Linked DNA regions of Zea mays: all the other regions are linked to region 1. The links are chromatin contacts, called in public Hi-C maps. All regions are on one chromosome and are shown on one strand. Each heading gives the region's core, a stretch centred on a gene start, on an enhancer-like site or on the middle of the called end of the contact. The rest is flanking DNA. Distances are from core to core; before and after follow the strand shown.

What was found. A called contact is a pair of places that touch in the nucleus more often than the background predicts.
Region 2: a Hi-C map of ear shows a contact between it and region 1, with 2.5 times the contacts expected there. The contact joins the enhancer-like site here to the promoter of LOC100381373 in region 1. A contact is called at or near these places in 2 of 25 Hi-C or Micro-C datasets (ear and endosperm).
Region 3: a contact with region 1 is called in a Hi-C map of endosperm, with 4 times the contacts expected there. The contact joins the promoter of LOC732740 here to the promoter of LOC100381373 in region 1. A contact is called at or near these places in 4 of 25 Hi-C or Micro-C datasets (bundle sheath, ear, endosperm and 1 more) and 1 of 3 datasets of contacts at active chromatin or transcription factors (seedling).

What each region holds. Positions count from the first base shown.
Region 1 is chr6:74,054,191-74,058,784 of Zm-B73-REFERENCE-NAM-5.0, reverse strand. LOC100381373 (peptidyl-prolyl cis-trans isomerase-like 3) reads right to left here and starts at 1,944. Exons shown (of 3, transcript NM_001174223.2): 1 at 1,830-1,944; 2 at 1,494-1,730; 3 at 821-1,390. The coding sequence starts at 1,832. The coding sequence ends at 1,148.
Region 2 is chr6:74,270,235-74,274,828 of Zm-B73-REFERENCE-NAM-5.0, reverse strand. No RefSeq gene overlaps it. Among protein-coding and RNA genes, the nearest start is that of LOC100194139, 46 kb to the left of the region's middle. Within about 2 kb of position 2,303, at least 19 of the 20 cell types and tissues checked have an H3K27ac peak or open chromatin away from gene starts, as enhancers often do. A contact at or near this core is called in ear and endosperm, where this site is marked.
Region 3 is chr6:73,879,951-73,884,544 of Zm-B73-REFERENCE-NAM-5.0, reverse strand. LOC732740 (Serine/threonine-protein phosphatase 2A 65 kDa regulatory subunit A) reads right to left here and starts at 1,951. Exons shown (of 13, transcript NM_001112369.1): 1 at 1,810-1,951; 2 at 243-653. The coding sequence starts at 635.

The sequences.
Region 1 (4,594 bases), core at 695-3,194:
TTTTTAGGGCGCCAAACACTCAACACGAACCAGCGGCGGTGCTCTCTGCACAGGGGCGGACGGTCCGCGCGCTGGGGTCGGACGGTCCGCGGCCTAGCTCGAGGCTAGGGTTCCTGCCTGACGGCCGGATGGTCCGCGCCCTGGGGCCGGACGGTCCGCGCGTGCGCAGGGGCAGCGGAAGATCGCCGCCGGCGCCTAAATCTCGCTCCCGGGAAGGACACCGTCGGGGAGGAGAGATCCTAGGAGTTGTCTAGGCTCGGGCAGACCGTCCTAGACTCCTCTAATCGACGTAGAGTCGAAGAGAAGCGAAGAATTTGGGGATCGGGAGGCTAAACTAGAACTAGACTAGAACTACTACTAGGAAATAAATGCGAAATAGAAGTATTTTTTATTCGATTGATGATTACAAATCGGCCGTATACATCTCTATTTATAGAGGAGGGGCTGAACCCTTTACAAACTAATTTCCGAGTTATGTCCGCGAATCTAACTAACAACCGTAGCACAAAACTCGAAACTCTAAACTGCTCTGCGCACGCGCGGACCGTCCGACCCACAGGCGCAGACCATCCGGACCGCGGACCGTCCGACCGGACCGTCCTCACGCTCATTTTGGTGCTAAACAGGGACGTAAGAGTGTTTTTTAGAGAAGTCAAATTAGAAAAGAAAAGCACTAGAGAATTATATAACTGGAATTCTTATATGTTGCAATTTCTACATGGAGAAGCTTGTTATGATGATGCATTATTTTTATTGCTGTTGTTATTTCTGTATGACTAGTTATAGGATCACAGTTGTAATGAGTACGAGGTCGCATCTGGGCCAATGTATCGAATCAGTTATACCATCTCTTTGCTGACCATGGCTGCTATATTGTTTTGCAAGTTACAGTGTCAAACTCAAACCCTGGCAGACATGGCCGGTGAAGATTTTGATGGTCGATGAAGCAAAAAAAAAAAAAAAAACGCCAGGCAAAACAAATCTATCAAAGGTTACATGTCACAGCATCGGTATAAAATTAGAGAGCTACAGATTGATGTTCCGAAACCAAAGCGTGATTTTGCGGTTGAAAGCAAGGCTGATGACGCTCAGATCCCGGTGGATGAGGACAGGAGCGAGTGGAGGGGAGAGCGGTAGGAAGAGGAGTTCAGACGGCGAGCGGGTTGGCGTGGATGGTGACGCGGTTGAGCCTGATCTCGGCGAGCGGCCTGTCCCCGGGTCCCGTCTGCGCCTTCTCCATGAGGTCCAGCACCTCGAAGCCGTGGATGACCTTGGCGAACACGGTGTAGTGACCGTTGAGGTGCGGCTGCTTGGCGTAGGTGATGAAGAACTGGCTGCCGTTGGTGTTGGGCCCGCTGTTGGCCATCGACATGATCCCGCGCGCGTTGTGCTGCCCATGCGCCAAGCCAACCAATCCCAGCAAACAATTCAGCAGACATGTCAAGGAAAGCAGTCTAGAAAAAGGAACCGACCAGGCAGGCAAGCAAAGCAACCTTGAGCGACTCCCTCAACTCGTCCGCGAACTTGGCGCCCCAGATGGACGACCCGCCCTTGCCGGTGCCGGTGGGGTCGCCGCCCTGGACCATGAAGCCCTTGATGTTGCGGTGGAACACGGTGCCGTCGTAGTAGCCGCTGCCGCAGAGCGCCAGGAAGTTCTCCGCCGTGCGCGGCACCTGGTCGCAGAACACCTCGCACTTGATGTCGCCCAGGTTCGTGTGCAGCGTCACCGACTGCCACGCTGCCCACCGTCAGATCCAGGGGGGGGGGGGGGGGTAGGGTAGGATGTTGTAGATCGAGCGAGGGTGGGACGGGAGGGAAGGCTCACTCACCATGGCGCCCGCGCGGAGCGGAGAAGGCCGGAGAGGGGGAGGCGGCGGGGCGGGATTACGACTAGGAGGCGGCCAGGCAGGCGACGGGTCAAAATCAAATTGTGGTTTGTGCTGTGCTCGGTCCGGAGGAGACTGGTGGAGTCTGGAGGAAGGCGACGTGGGCCGTGTTCGTGTTGTGGGCTGTGCTGTTGTCGGGCCGGAGAAGGCGACCCTGTTGTAAGTCAGAAACCCCGACCACCAGTCCACTACCAGCCAGCCCAGGGGCGGGCCTTCCAGCAATAGAGGACCGTCATGTAGGAAGAAGCCGTCGAATACCTATGATCCAGATGATTAGGCCTAATTCTTTCCCCGACCGCCGCTGGGTTCCATGGTACGAACCGCGAACCTCCCGGCAAGGATTTAGCTTTTTCTCGCTATTGAATCTGACTGTATAGAGAATTTAAGTATCATAATAATTACATACAAAGTAAGATTAAGTGGTTCAAAGTGTTCAGAATTTAAAAAACGATAGATTCTTAATATTGTGACGACTTGACCAATTCTGTGTTTTTGTTGATTTTGGACAGTTTTTAACAAAACGATTTTTATAGAATTCAGCTGAAAAGATAGGACGTTTGGCGGTCCGCAACAGTTTTTGGTGGCCAGAAATGGAAAAAGTCAAAACAGATGGGCCAAGATACGGTTACTTTGATACCCCAGGCGATTTAGAAAAAGACAATATAAAGTTTAACGGTTTCATTTGTGGCTATTGGTGACCCTCCTGATAAGCCTTTGCGCGCCAAGACAGGAATGTCCTCCTCACTCAACGCCATGAAGCAACACCTGAACCATCCAGGCTCACTTTATACGGTAGAGATTTTTATACCGGCGACAATTAGTGAGACCTGGGCGTGGCACCGCGGAGCCGCGGTGGTGCGACAGAGATGCTGCTATAATAAAGTTTGGAGATTTTTTGTCGTGAGTACTAGGTATACTTTATCGTTCCGTTGGGTCTCAGATGTCACAACCATCTATTAGGCTGGTTAGGTATGAAAGGTAGAAAGGAGATATTATGGTCCAAATTAATAAAATTACTTTATTTATTTGATTCACTTCCTATTTTTCATATATATATATATATATATATATATATATATATATATATTGTTTCTAAAAATAATGGATATTTATTTGAATACCATGAATTGAATGAGGTCCACACTTCGTAGGGAGGAATCTCTTCAATTTCCTAATCACCAAACCAGCACTCAAGGGATTAACCAAACTGTCATATCACGCTCCCAACTTCAGTGAAAGCTTGGGCTCCACGTACGGCTAGTAGCTAGCGCCCCTCCTGTCCTAATCCTGCGAGTGCAACCTTGTGGAAGAGCAGCAAATTAAACTGAGAACAAATTGATGAATAACTGTTCCACATACATATGTATATAGTCCATCGTCTAATGAAGATCCATCCAGCTAACCAATATGAAGGCATGCATGGTAGCTAATATTGCGTTTATTTCGATGCTAATGGCATACTGTACAGATTAAATTAAGGGAACAATGAGAATGGCGTTGTTGTACAAATACTAATTACATTTTTTTAAATAGAGAATAACTTGATTATTCCCGTCTCTGCATGACAATATGCATATAGTTGTCCAGTACATAAAAAATTCCGAGTTCAAACAGGGACATAGCCACACTCGAAACACATGCCACCACCACATGACATACTAGAAACACCATCGACTACTAAAGTTCCATCCATTTTAGCAAAGATTTTATAATACCCTAAAAACTAAATCATGTTTATAATCCTAATATGGTGTGTCCTCTTGATGATCGGAGACCGTAGATGCATAGATATCGTCGAGACGATTCCGATCGACTACTAGTTTGCCTTGTTTGGAGTCTGAATGAGTTTTTTCAAGTGTCGGTCGATCTGAGCCATTAGATATTAGGATTGAGGGAGTTTTCTTATATTTATACCTCCCTAACCCTAGCAGCCACGTCCTCCCACCCTAGCAGCCATCCCCTTTTGTGCCTTGCCCCAAGAGAAGAAAGGAAGAACAAGGGAGAGAAGAGAGGGAAGATTAGGGCACACAGTCGCCTGTCGTCGTCATCGTTCCTCTTCAAGAATTGGTTGGATTTCTTTTCCTCTCTCCATTGTCCTCACTTGATGGATGTTTTACCTTGTTTTGGATGAGTTTTAGGCCCTGCAATTAGCCCTTTTATGTTGGATTAGATGGGAGATTAGATTTTTGATCTCCAAATTAGTCTCTACAGAATAACAGATTCGATAGTTTTTGTTCATGCCAGTTTTCCGTGGTCTTAGAGGCCTCAAAAAAATAAAAAGTATATTTATGAGTTGTAGATAATTTAGATATCTTTCTGTGGCCGCGAAGAACACCTCAATCGGACATTAGATCAGAAAGTTATTGCAGTTTTATTATAGCAGTTTTTCAGTCTCATAATTCTGTGCAGAATCTGTTCTATTAAGATTTAGGCAATTTTATCAACAGAATTCAACCTTGGGTTTGTAAGAAAAGTTGTAGATAATTTCATAAGCTTTCCAGATTGTTAAATAGTGCATTCATATGAATTATGAAACTCTAGTTATGTTTGTTTTACGGTGGCTGTTTCTGTTGGCCTGACAGAAATGAGCGGGTCTGTTCACTGGTAGGTTTCATCAAGTAAATGGCCGAATTGGCTCTCCCAGCTATGGAGACTTTTGTAGAGGGATAAAAGTTCTTACTTCCAGCAGAATTTCATGATTTTTGGTT
Region 2 (4,594 bases), core at 1,054-3,553, 220 kb before region 1:
AGTTCCTGTTTCCTTCTAATCAAACACTGAGAACAAAAACTGTTAGTACTCTTATTTGTTTTGTCATTAAATCACCAAAACCCTCACTTGGGGTTGATTGCACTTACAAATTAACATAATGATCTTATCATGAACAATAAATAACACATTTATAATAAAAGCATGATCATGAATAATGTGTATCTTAACACCTAGAACCACATAAAGTAATAGTAGATACTACCCAAAATTTCAGTGGTAAACAAGGTATAAAGATAGCCAAACTGGGGTGACCTATTGGGTCCCATCAAAATTAACCTATGCAGATCAAAATGATTAACAGAAACATTATTGGGTAAATAGAAGTGATCAAGGGCACAACTTGCCTTCAACAAGCTTCTGCTCAGTAGTTTCCATCTGCTGAGCACCTGGGTCCTCACTTGCGTGCTCGTCTACTCGCAACAATACAAACAAACATGGTACAAGTGAAATTAACATCACACCAAACATGAGAACATACTGCATAATAATATTCTATGCATTGTAACGAGATCGTAGGTTCGAGAATCACTAAATTCGGAGTTATGGCTAAAGAGTTATGATTTTTCCAAAGTTTCAAGTGTTTAGTATAAAATAAATTAAGTGGATAAATTTAATCTATGTTTGATGATAAAACAAAGTTACCAGGTGATAAACAATATTAATACAAAATTAATGCAATTGGAATGCATCGAAAAGGAGTTAAAATGAATTTCTTATGTATTAAACAAGGTTTTAGAATTATTTTTATATAAGAAATCATTTTTGAATTAATTATTACCAATAGACTAACCTGATGGACAGTGGACACTATTTCCGGATAACATAAGGTTGGTTCTGCAAAGTCCAGAGCTCCATTGTAATTATTTTATAACTTGGTTGGATGGTGGGTTGTATTCCCACAAACGCAGTGACTCATATGCAAAGAGTTCGGCGAAGGGGTATCTTCTAATCGTGTCCGCCCGATCAGACCCCAACGGTTGCGATTGAATCCCATAACCAAGTCAGCCAGTACGCGCTACCCGACACTGGATTAAAAATCAACGGTGGAGATTATATCTACCTTAGACCTATTTAATCCGTTCGATCGAGATCAACAGTCAGAAATACAAGCCGAACCGGTACGGAATCTTTGCTGTCAGATCAAAATCCTCAACTAGAGGTTCTCCTACACCATGATATAATGGGCCTGTTTGGTTCAACTTTTTTCTGACCAGCTTTTCTGAAAATCCGGCTGTGGGGAGAATCTGGCTGTGGGGAAAATCTGAGTATTATTACGATTACGTATGGAGGAAGATAAAGTTGTTCATAGGGCTCATGATTTAGAAAGTGACGGATTCCTACTATTACAACGACTCAACCGATTATGTGTTTGTGTTGATTTTGAATGGTTTTTGCCCCCAACGAATTTTGTAGAAGCTGGCTGAAAAGCTGAGCGTTTGGCAATTTGCAACAGATTTTGGTGGCCAGAAGCTGCCAGAAGCCGAAACAAACAGGGCCATAACAGTCGTCCTATCCAGATGGGCGGCTAAGATCCAACACATCCAAACATTATCTACACTCTAATCTAGACCGTTCAGTGCGGATCCAACGACCCGAGCAAGCTCCCCTCACCTAGGCCGGAGCAGGGCGGCGGAAATGAGTCCCACGATGGAGTTTCCGCCGGCGAACTACGAATCAGCGACCGCGAGCCCTAAATCCGCAATCGATTGAGCCTACGCGATGCGGGGACAAAAGTGAAACTAGAGGGGAGATTCTCACCCAAAACACCGATGAAGGTGAAGCAGTCCACGATGACGCACAGCGTGGCGCCTTCCTCGTCGACCGACGAGGAATTTCTCGTGTCCTGAAGATGCTAGACTCGTCTTGAGGACACAGATGGCTTCCCTAGATCCTGGCACACGCTTTCGGCCATGCGCCGAGGCCGAGACGTCGGCACAGATGAAGATCACCGGCGGCGGTGCGAGCAGTCTCTTCCTCCATGGTTTCGGCAGCGGTGGATAACATACGGCGAGAGAGGAAAAGAGGTGAAGACTCGGTGCCCAGCTTTATGGTCGCCATAGCGTCGAACTTTAATTCCCCCAGCACCCCCCGAACAAATTCCCGCAGAGCTCTCGCCAATGTCGTGTTCGGTTGAGACCTGTTCCGTGGAAGGGATGACCCATCCGACATACGGGCCCCACGCGCCAGTGGTAGAATCGGAGCGCGCACATGAGTGGCCGACGTGCAGGCCCGGTTGCCAGCATGCCACCAGATCAGCGAGCGCGGCGCCAGCATCGCGGCCGTAGGGAGACCGACCAGTGGGCCTAGGGTGTCGTCACCGACTCGATCACATGGGCCACACTAAGAGGAGAGTGGGCCGACCAGGCTAGATTCGGCCCATGCGACGTCTTTTCTTTTTCTTTTCTGTTTATTTTTAGATTTCAAATTTGATTTCAAATTTGGTTGTGAATTTCACACTCAGATTAAATGCACAAATCAAAATACCAGCATGAAGAGGTGTTTTGCTTATCTTATATATTTTTATTAAGGCATTATCCCAATTTATCTTGTATATGTGTTTTCATGCATGTATCACATAGTATAAAGAAATTTCCATAAACACCATATATTCTAACCCTTTCTTTACTATGATTTGGGTATTAAATATGTGTTAACGTTTGCGTTATAAATCCATTTTATACTGTGATGGTTGCGTTAGCTTCGTAATAATATCGTGCACACATTAAAAAAATATTATTTTGTCAATACCTATGTTTTATTTATTTAGTTAATTGTTAGTTCGTTCATTGTTTATCAAAATAACAATTTAGTTTAAACTAACTTATCATTTTAAACCACCCTTTCATAAATACATGTTAATCCATTCTTGCTTAGTATAAACGCGACATTAGTTAGTCATTCGTGTGTGTCGCGCGCACGTTTTTACGTGCTGCGCACATTGACACGCGTCGTTCGCGTGCTGTTCCAAGCATGTCGTGTGCGTAGTCGTCGTTTATTTGCATGTTCGTCCGCGCGTCGCGCGTGCTAATTCACATACTGTTCACTCGCGTCGTTGTTCGCGTAATTCGCTATTTGCATGCTTTGATAAAATCATTTCGCCGTATTGTTCATGTTAAATAATCGATTAATTGTTTAGTTCCCGATTATTAAAATAACAATTCAATCAAATCTAATTTATAATTTTAATTATGCGTTTGTAGATACCTGTTAACGTGTTTTTGTCGACTAAATATAAAAACAATATAATTTAGTAGTATTCGTATGTCGCGTCGTTTATTAGCCACGAATTGTTAGTTATTCAATATACAATGCGTCATAAACCCATTTCTACTCGTTTCAGTCGTGGCAACTTCGTTACAACGTCGATTTCATATTAGTAACGTTATTTTTTCACGTCACAAGTTTAAATATTTAATTAGTTGTTCATTCTATACTTATTAAAAATGACCTTCTAATTAAAACTAGTTTATAGTTTTTAACTTGTGCTTTTATAAATAAATGTTTACTTGATTAATACCAACTTAAACGCTTTTCATTTAATACTTGTTTAGTATCATCGCGGTATCTATTACCGACTATAACGCGTCGTTACACTGTTTGCACGCTGTTCGCGCGTGATGTGCTCGTGGTCGCGTGCTGATTCGCGTGTCATCCACGCCGGTCACGCGCACTGTCTCGTGCGTCGTTCGCGTGCTATGTCGCACGTGTCCACGCGTCGTCTGCACACTATTGTGCTGTTTCGTGCATCGTAAACTCGCCTCGCTTAGAATCTCTCGTGCTAATTATATTACTTATTTATTTGCCAATTGTTAGTGTAGCAGATTTAATCAAAACTAAATAGCAGTTATAATTTATATTTAATAATGTCGAATTAAATGTCCTGACTATTACTAGCGTAGCGTAAACGTTATAACTTCTCGACCGTAGCTTTAACCGTCGCTTTTTTGATCTTCGCGTAACCGTAGTAGCGAGCTCTATTACGTATTGCATGTTTTTATTATTATCTCTTTAGCATGGTGTAATGTTCTTATGCATATATATGTTTATTTGCCTGTGCCTGTTTGTCTTCGCTTCGCGTTGCGATAAGATTGCGGTCCGTTTTCGAGCTTCGAGGGATCGACGATCAAGCGTTGGCGACCAAGTGATCAGGCTCTTCGAGTTCCACAAGGTTGAAGACCCTGAGCATCTGTTTGGTGAAGGCAAGTGTCCTCTGACCCATTATGTCATATCTACTTATAATTTATTGTCCCACACTACTTTTGAAACCTAAGGATTGACTAGGTTTCTATTTACCTTATCCTTGTTTACCTTTTGGGTTATCATGGTTAGCATTATGCTATTGCTTCAACTTAATCAATGAATACGATGAGAATATTTATGACACGACGATGTTATCCCGATGATGATCTTGTGATACTTTAGGAGACTCAGGCCATTTTCTTGAGTGCCTCTCCGTAAGGACCTGTTCGGGGAATGACAACCCGGGATAACAGTGCAACCATGAGGGTGGAATGGACGCCCTTAGCTGATTAATTAGAGGAACATGAGGTGTAGTTGGCTTCGCCGTAGGGCC
Region 3 (4,594 bases), core at 702-3,201, 170 kb after region 1:
TCAGTACAACACATTAAATTACTAAAGCATGGGAAGTGGAGAAAATAATTGCCACATCTAAGCAGTGAACTAGCCAAGTAAGGTAAAGGAAAATTAGATAAATAGTGCATATGACATGAAATACAGTTTTTATTGTTTGAGCCAACAAAAGCACATCAACAAATACTAAATGCAGTAACAATGGCGGAATATTTATTTACAATAACATTACACCAAATACTTTCTATAAATGAACCTCTTACCTTTACTACTGGAATGAACCAGTCGACAATGTCAGTTTCCTTCATTTGTGCACCAATACGGCACAGAGATTCAACTGCTTTATCACGGACACAAGTTTCCTCCACTGTACACAATGTCTCCAAAGGTGGGAGCAAAACATGAGCATGTTCTACACCACCAACATACGGAATGAACACACCCAATTCCTCAGCCATTGCAAGAAGCACCTCGTCTTCATCATCGTTGTTTTCACTAAGAAAAGGAATCAGCTCCTTCCTGGTTCTTTCTTCTCCAAGAGCCCGTGCAATTGTTGAAAGTCTTCTAATGGAGTTTAGACGCAACTGGATGTCTTCATTCTTGAGCTCGTCAATCAGTACAGCAATTGGATAAAGAGGCTCATCAATCATAGCCATCAGGTATAACAAGGATTTCTGAATTGATAAATGAGGAAACAATATTAAGAGCTTTGTAACTATATAAAAAATCCTAAGAAAATAAAATAGAATAAGTTTAACAAAACTTTTGGTTGCATAAACATATAGAAGCAAATTAGAAAGGAACATTTGGATAGAATATACAAAAACAGATCTCTGATGGCGCATAACCAAAGAATAGATGAACCAAACCACTGCAAATTTATGACTAAAAGCTCTCTGGGTTGACTTGCTTGAAGAACACAAGAATACTACTGACTCTGTGATACATGTGAATATGTGATCCAAATAAAATTAACTAATTCATGCTGGCATGTTGAATGCTACTGTGAGTCTCAACTACCCAAATAAAAATGGCATGGGCTTCAGTTCAAACGATTATAATTGATTGATCCCGGAAAAGATTCCACACAAAGGCTCCTATTTATATTGCCTGTAAATGTGATTTCAGGAAAGAAACATCATCACTAGGCATCTAAACATTCTGAGGAATTGAATCGAGTGGAGACAAATGCTCCACGAAAGTAAAATTTGGCATGAATAAATCTAGTCATTTGGTGCCCAGACACCAAGAGTGTTTATTTATAGCCTTCGGCCTTCTTTGGCTGCCTCTTCTTCTCACTCAGGAGGCGTGGAGAAAATTCCCGGGATAAAATTTTTACCTGGATGTTGTTTCTAAAATCTGATTTATGTAGCGACATATCAACTACAAAATTGCATGCTCGCAGCACCTGAATAAACGAGCGAATCTCGATATGACGAGACGAGGGGCCCACGCACACAACGATATGGACAACAGACGCAGACGCGATCTACTCATCTACAACACAGCACGAGCAATGATTGATCCAGATAACTAGTTACCAACGTACCTAGCCACCAACACCACACAGCATCCAAACCGTTCCGTGAGAAGAGAACTCAAAACAGGGCAACCATTCCAAAACTAGGCAATCGACCAGAAAAAAAACAGATCTGGCATGGGAGCCACGCGTAGACGCGCGAGCGAAGGAGGCCCGAACTCCAGAACGACGACGGCAGCGGCGGCGGTGTCGAGGACCGGCGCGGCGATCGGAAGTGGCCAATCGGTGTGGTGAGGTGAGCAGATCTAGCGGCGGGAGGAGGAGCAGGAAGAAGAGGGATCTCAACTGACCTCGCGGGGTCCGGATCGGGCTTCTGTGACGGCCGGCTGCCTCGCCGACGGCGCGGGGGGACCGGAGACGGGGCAGGGTAGGAGCGCCCGAGGCGTCGCCTCTGAGAGAAGGGGGCGAGGAGCAGGTGTTGCGGAATGCGACGGGGGATTGAGACGAACGGAAGGCAGTGGATGTCGAGGCCTGAGGGCGTGCGAGGTGGGACCGGGGCTACAACGGGGCGGCGGGTCGACTCTACGTGGCTAATGGGCCGTCCGTACCGACACGGCCCGACTCGTTATGGATCGTACCAATTTAATCGAGCGGGCACTGTCCGTTCGTGGATCTAAGTAAGCATAGTTCGATTGGTTTTAAATAGAATTGTATTGGGCTATCGTTATTGGGGTCTGCTTCGTCGCCGAAGCTTCTTTAAAAATAAACACCTTCGAAATATCAGCACATAAGCAAATACAACGCGAAGGTGCATGCTGAAGCTACCATCCAGGGAGCTTCGACATAGCGACATACCTTGAGACGAAGAGCTGCACCGACTTAAAGAGGAAAAGACCAATCGGTCCACGATAATTTGTGTCATGATTGTAACTAGTTGTCGAGGACATAAATTTAATTTTGATCGGGCTGCGTCTCGTGCCTATAAATAGGTGAACAGTACTCCCATACTGTTCACGCTGGCTTGTATTCGCTCGTACGTCACGCTTGTACTTTTGTCTTCTGTTAAGTCGAAGGTACAAATGTAATTCAATATTGTTCTTATTCATCCATGATGATATAATAAAGATATATTAATGATGGCATATGATTATTTATATTATTTCTCATATTTTATATGCTTCTTCTTTCATTAACATATACTGTGATGATGAAGGTATGTCCTTCATAACCTTCGTCCGAAGATCGTTATACCCTAAGGGAAATAATGCTTCGAAGGACGAAGGGCATTAACTATTAACCTCTTTTGTGTTGCCTTATTCTTAACTCATAGAATTTGAGAACAAGTCCCCCAACATTGGCGCCCCACCTCCGGTGAACTCACTTCCACTTTTGAGCTGATGGCTTCGTTCAACAACCAAGTCGTAGCACCTTCGGCTACGAAGCTGGTGCTCCCGATAATAGGCGGTTCAAGTTCAGAGCCGGCTAACAAGAAGCAGAAGAAGGAAGCGCAGAGAACGGTGCAGCATGTTGAGGTGCAGGGACCCTTCATCAAGTCCAAATGGTCTCACATCCCAATCACCTTCTCCCAGGAGGACCTTCAGCTCAAAGATTACCCTCACAATGATGCTATGGTCATATCTTATGTCATCAAGAGATTTCTGGTCCATAATGTTCTGGTTGACACGGGCCTGCAATGGATATCATATTTGCTAAGGCCTTCAGACAGATGCAAGAGCCAGAAGACAAGATTCATGATGCTACACACCCTCTTTGTGGCTTCGGAGGAAGGCAGATTGTCGCACTTGGTAAAATCACAATGTCAGTTACCTTCGGCTATGTCCACAACACAAGGACTGAACAAGTTATCTTTGACATTGTTGATATGGAATACCCCTACAATGCAATCATTGGTCGAGGGACACTCAATGCCTACGAAGCAATACTTCATCCAGCATATTTATGCATGAAGATACCTTCGAAACAAAGACTCATTACTGTTCATGGGAGTCAAGAAGCTGCCAGAAGGGCCGAAGAAAATTGGACAGATTCAAAAGCAATCCATAACATAGATGCAGATGAAGCCTGTCAGCAGTACAAATACAAAAGAGAGAAGGCTACTTCGGCAGATCAGCCGAAGCCTATGTTTCTATGTCAAGATATAGCAGAACAAAGGGTACTTGTTGGGGTCTCAGTTATCTGATGAGCAAGAGAAGACTTTGCTAAGATTTTTATTCAACAACAAAGATGTCTTTGCTTGGTCAGCCAATGATCTCTGTGGTGTCAACAGAGATGTTATTGAGCATTCACTCAATGTGGATCCATCCTTCAGGCTAAGAAAACAAAGGCTTCGGAAGATGTCTGAAGACAAAACTGAAGGTACTCGGAACGAAGTAAAGAGACTTCTTAGTGCCGGTGTCATCAAAGAGGTGAAATACCCAGAATGGGTAGCCAACACTGTTATGGTGAAGAAGGCCAATGGTAAATGGAGAATGTGTATTGATTTCACAGACCTCAACAAGGCATGCCCAAAGGACGAGTTCCCATTGCCAAGAATAGACTCTCTAGTAGATGCAGCAGCTTCTTTAGAGCTCATGAGTCTACTGGATTGCTACTCAGGCTATCACCAAATTTGGATGAAGAAGGAAGATGAGCCGAAGACTAGCTTCATAACTCCCAGTGGCACCTATTGCTACCTTCGGATGCCTGAGGAGCTCAAGAATGCTGGAGGAAGTTTTAGCAGAATGACAACCAAGGTCCTTCATTCTCAAATAGGCAGTAATGTACTGACCTATGTTGATGATATCATAGTAAAAAGCACGAAGCAAGAAAATCACATTGCTGATTTGCAAGAGACATTTGCCAATTTCAGGCAAGCTGACCTTAAGTTAAATCCAGAAAAGTGTGTTTTTGGGGTGAAGAAGGGCAAATTCCTTGGTTGTTTGGTATCAACGAAGGGAATTGAGGCCAACACGAGCAAGATTGAAGCTATCCTTCGGATGGAGCCGCCAAGCACAAAGAAGGGGGCCCAATGACTGGCAGGAAGACTAGCATCATTAAACAAATTCATATCCAGATCAGCAGAAAGAAATCTGCCATTCTTTGAAATACTGAAGTCAGCCAAAGTTTTTCAATGGG